Linked DNA regions of Mus musculus: region 2 is linked to region 1. The links are chromatin contacts, called in public Hi-C maps. All regions are on one chromosome and are shown on one strand. Each heading gives the region's core, a stretch centred on a gene start, on an enhancer-like site or on the middle of the called end of the contact. The rest is flanking DNA. Distances are from core to core; before and after follow the strand shown.

Region 1 (2,591 bases), core at 49-2,548:
AGTGGGCATGGTCTCCTGCAGTGTCTCAGGCAGGCGTGGTTTAAGGAAAGAAGCATGCAGAATAGCTAAGACTTAGGATGTCATGGTTCCAGAAAGGTGAGTCAAAATAAACAATGTGAACTGCTGTTGTCTTGGTAGGCAGAGTGCAGCCCATACCATTATATGGTAAACAGAATGTATCCCATACCGCTGTGTGGCTGATTGCATATGCCATGGGAGCCTGTAAGACTTGGTGCCCAGAACCTCATTCCCTGCAGTCAGTGGTGGCATGCACTGGGCTGTAGCATATCTAAGCCCCAAGTTCAGAGCATGGGTGTTACAACCCTTGTCTCCTGTAGGTTGTTAAGTGACTCTAATGAGGTGACCGTCCAAAGCCACTGAAGTTGAAAGGATAAAATTTTTTTTCCTCCTTCAAAGATGCCTATGCCTTCATCTCAGGACATGCAGAAAGGATCATTGATGATGTGACTAAGTCAGGTTGCAGAGGTAAGGAATTGACCTCCTATCATTCAGGTGAAAAGGGTCTATACCTAAGGGAACGCTGGCAATGTGTGAGCTAGAAAGCACACCCTGGGTGAGGCTTTCTGCCTCCCCCAACTCCCACCACCACCCCATCACCCCCACCAAAAAAAAAAAAAAAAAAAAAAAAAAAAAAAAAAAAAAAACCTCCCAGAAAGCACTCAGCCCTGCCACAAGACCTTGATCTTATTATGTAAGGACCATTTCTGACTTCCAGAGCCTCGAGGTCAGTTCGTATTGTGAAAGCCACTCTACTGGAGGTCATTGGTTACAGCAGCAAGAGAAAACTGATAAAAAAAGAAGCCCCCTGAGCTGAGAGCCAATGTCAGCCAACCTATCCCACCTTCTTATGACCTCTCAGTCCCTAGCACTCTCCAGCTTCCCTCTGCATTGCAGCTGACTACTTAAATTGCCCTACTTAAGTTCTGCCTGAAGACATGTACCGTTCCCTCTGTCTGGAACGTTCTTCCTCCACAGGTTGTTATGGCTGCCTCTTTCATTTTCATCTAGTTCTCAGAGCAAGTGCTAAGGCCTTAGGAGGACTCCTTCCCCGTCCCTCCAGCACTGCTCAGCCTGTCCCCAGTCTCCGGCTTGCTCATCCAAGTCTCCTGGACACTCCTCACTTCTGAAATGAAGAGCTATCTGAATCTGTAAACTGTCAGGCTGAGGAGCCAGGACCCTGCCTGCCTTATTCATCACCATCCTCTGGGACAGTGCTTGGCACTGCCAGCACCCAAACGCCACTGGAAAGAAAGAGGCATTTGTGCCCAGGCCGTGTTGGAAGCGTTCAGCCAGCGTGACTGAAAGGGAGGCTGATTATCTCCTCGCAGCCTGTGCTCAGCCCGTGGTTCCAGTTGCCTAGAAACTCACTGAGTGTGTTCATTTTTTTTTCATTTCAACCTTTTTGAAAGATAATGTGTTTTTTATCTACATGTGCAGAGTTGGGGCTTTTTAGTTTTAAGGGCTGGAGTTGAATGGTGGGTTGCTGTCTTGAACTCCAAGCCACCCACAGGAACAAATCTCTATACTCAAAGCTCAGTAGCTGGACGGAAAACCCAAAAGGGGAACAGTGTGGAGGGGAAGGGGGAGCGTTCGCATTCAGGAAGGTTTAAAAGGAAGGGCAAGAAGAGAAATGGGCACATTTGTTAGCATCTCTGACCCATGAAGGAGGCAGAAAGCACTAATTACTACAGAAGGTGGTGTTAGCATCCAGGGCTGTGACCATCTCTGTGTGTGACGCCCCTGGGGGAGACTTCTATAGCTTGGGACCAACTGTGCTGATCTTCTAGATTTGAAGACATTAGACAGAATGGTCTCCAAGACCTACTGTATCCACCTCAAAATTCCCACCTGCTCCTGTTTCTCTCTATTTATCAGAAAGCAATCAATTCAGTGCACAGCGTATACTGTACAAGTGTTTGCTACATGGAGGTGAGCGAGTGAATGGATGGATCAATCAACTGACTGAGGGATATTGATGGATGGACCAATGGATGGATGGGCAGATGGATAAATGAATGGGCTGATGGAAAGATCAATAGATGGGTTGGCCTATAGTTGGATGGACAATGGATAATAGGTGGATGGATGGATCAACGGGCAGATTCATAAAGGAAATCAGATGAATCAATGGAGGGATGGATGATGGTTCAACGGAAGGAGAGCTGTATCAATCGGTGGATTTATGGAGAGATAAGTGGAGGATGATAGATCAGTGGATGAATGAACAGATGGATAGATGGGTGGGGGTGGGTCAATGGACAGATGGAAGGATATGGGGGTGGATGGATCTACAGATAAAATGATGACTGCATCTTTGGAGGAAGGAAGGAATCAATGGAGATGCAGATGGTCCATTGTAGGGATAAGTATATCATTCAACTGATGGATAGATAGAGGGGTGGGTGAATGGATGAATACGTGAATAGATGTATTAGAGGATGGATAAATAGGAGTGAGTGAATGGATGGATAGATGGATGGATGGACAGGTGGATGGATGAATGGACAGATAGGTGGATGGATGAATGAATGGAAAAAATGAATGAGTAAATTGTCACAGCCACTGCCCTT
Region 2 (2,591 bases), core at 32-2,531, 95 kb before region 1:
CACACACACACACACACACACACACACAATCTCATCTCATGCAAAGCCCCCTCAGAAGAGACAGCACACAGCCCAGGCTCAGAGCCACATGGTGGATGGCAGTCAGCATGAGCATTTGGACACTGTGTCCATAGAGACTCAGAGGCAACACATCAGAGGACACCTGCACACCACGCTTACTGCAGCACCATTCTCAGCAGCCAAGATGTGGAATCACCCTGAGCATCCATCGATAGACCATCGAATAAGTAAGACCTGGCACACATACACAGTGGAATTTTATTCGGCCATAGAAAGGATGGAATTATGTCATTTGTATGAAAACGGATACAACTGGAGACCACTGCATTAAGCAAAATCAGCCAGACATGGAGAAGAAAATACTGTATTTTAGACTCATTTGTGGGCCCTATACTTCTTTACAGAATTTTCATGGATTCTTAACAGATCCAAAAATAAATAAATAACTACATCCATGTGCCATGAAGGCAGACAAAGACCTGGAGAAGGAAGGAGACGAAGCAGGGGAAGCACATGGGATGTTTAAAGGAAGTTGTCCTTATGCAACCCAGCTCTGTGGATGTGTAGACACACTGATGAGGCTCAGGACCACTGCCTTCATCCCAAACTGCACCAAGACCCATGTTCCCCAGGCCTGGGGTAGCTAAGGCCTTTGCAATTTAAATTCCTTTGCAATTTAAAAACATTTGCTCAGTTAAATATGAGCGTGTGACATACACTACAGAAGCCAAGGAGATGGCTCGACAGTTAAAGCACTTTCCATGGAAGCACAAAGACCAAGGTACAACCCTGCCCCCAGAAACCCACATAAATGAAGGGAGGGGGTAAAAGGAGGGGGTGTGGAGGCTGCCTATAATTAAAGCCTGGGAAGGCAGAGTTAGGGAATCCAGAGAGCAAAGTGGCAAGCAGAACGCGTTATATCGATGAGCTCTGGGTTTGACTGAAAGACCTTGCTGCAAAGAATCTGATGGGAAAGCAATGAAAATCCATGACATCATGTCACACATACACACATGCCTGCACAACACACGTTCAAACATACTAGTACACACACACACATATATATCACAGAGAGACCAAATCCAGGGCCTTGTGCAGCTAAACCCTCTTCCAGGAGCCCTATTGAGAACTCACTGAGCTACAAAAGAGCCAGTGGCCCTCTCAAGTTGGAGGGACATGACTGTGCCCAGGTCAGGGGCGGATGCAGCTCCCACAGGTGTGGGCTCATAGAGACATCTTCCCTCGGACTGGCGCTAGAGGGCGCACGTGGCCCGGAGCCCCTCCGTGCATTCTTCAATCTCCAAAGATCCAGGCAGGGGTCTCTCCACCCCTCCTCTTGCCCTAAACCCGGAAGGTGGGAACTGAGCCTGGAACAGCCTGGCAACTGTCAGGGTGAAGGGACTCTGCCTGCTCCCTCGCCCGCCACCCCAGAGCTGGTGGGAGGAACTGGAGGAAGGTTTTCCTTGTGCACCCTAGAAGAGACCTCAACTCTTATCGAAAAAGTTTTTCTCTGTGCACAGTGGAAGAGAAGTCAAGTCTTAGAGATCCTAAGCTTTTGCTTTGCTTTTGCTTTGGGAACAATGGCTGGGAGGGGGGGAGGGGGGGCGGGGGGGGAGGATTTGCAGCAGCATCTCTGAGGAGGTCTTAAGAGTCAGATACTGAAGGTGGATCTCTGCCCTGCCCTTTGCCGCGTGGGCTGGAACAAAGACATCTCCGAACGTCAGTTCCTTCTGGCTCTGAGATGGGATGAGTACCTCATTGTAGGCTTGGGGCAAAGATCTTATACTATCCTGCACCTGCAGGTGGCTCAGAGAGCACCTGTAGAGTCAGGAGCCCAGCTCCAGTGTGGATTTTCTGCTAAGGAAAAGAAATGCTTACTTTTCATTGATCCACATAATGGCTTTGTGTGGCTAATCAGCCTGAACGCCATCCTATTGTTTGTCTGCAGTTAGATCTAACTGTTGATCTAATTACCCAGGTCTAGAATTAGACTCTCACCCTGAGCCGGGAGAACTGCTCGAGCAATCTACTCCTTCTAATGGAAACCCTTCTGAGACTGAGAGAGTTCTCCCTGCCGCCTCAAAGTTGCCACAAGCGAAAATGGCAGGTAGCAAAGGAAACCTTATTTTTCCCCAAGCCCTAACTAATTACGGGATGTCATCACAGCCCGATTAGTATTTACCCAACAATGTGCTGATTCCTGATCCAGCCAAAAGCTTAACTGCCATTTAAATGGAGCACGATATTTAAATCTTAATTTCATTACCTGCTGGTAATAATCTTACAATTATAAATCCAAAGTATCACTCGGAATACATTTGCATACGTAAAAGAATCCGTCCTCATTGTTGCTCCATGGCTCCATGGTTTGACTTTTGAACCAGAACTGAGTATCCTTTTATGGAGAACAAGATTACGGAGTACATTCCTGCATCGAAGCCTGCTTGGTGTGGGAGAGAAACACAAGCGTACAATGAAAGGGTGGCTGGACAGGCAGAAATGCCACGTCCGACACCTGTGAGTCAAGAGCCACCTCTGTGTGGTTTAACGATGCCCACAGTCTCTGCTAA

The links. A called contact is a pair of places that touch in the nucleus more often than the background predicts.
Region 2: a contact with region 1 is called in a Hi-C map of cerebral cortex, with 2.3 times the contacts expected there. The contact joins two enhancer-like sites. A contact is called at or near these places in 12 of 484 Hi-C or Micro-C datasets (astrocytes, brain, cerebral cortex and 6 more), 1 of 115 datasets of contacts at active chromatin or transcription factors (stem cell-derived neural progenitor cells) and 1 of 9 other capture datasets (embryonic stem cells).

What each region holds. Positions count from the first base shown.
Region 1 is chr5:125,704,243-125,706,833 of GRCm38.p6, reverse strand. All of the region lies in intron 4 of Tmem132b (transmembrane protein 132B), which reads right to left. Among named protein-coding and RNA genes, the nearest start is that of Gm32811, 58 kb to the left of the region's middle. Within about 2 kb of position 1,298, at least 41 of the 459 cell types and tissues checked have an H3K27ac peak or open chromatin away from gene starts, as enhancers often do. A contact at or near this core is called in cerebral cortex, where this site is marked.
Region 2 is chr5:125,798,966-125,801,556 of GRCm38.p6, reverse strand. No RefSeq gene overlaps it. Among named protein-coding and RNA genes, the nearest start is that of Gm51294, 19 kb to the right of the region's middle. Within about 2 kb of position 1,281, at least 8 of the 459 cell types and tissues checked have an H3K27ac peak or open chromatin away from gene starts, as enhancers often do. A contact at or near this core is called in cerebral cortex, where this site is marked.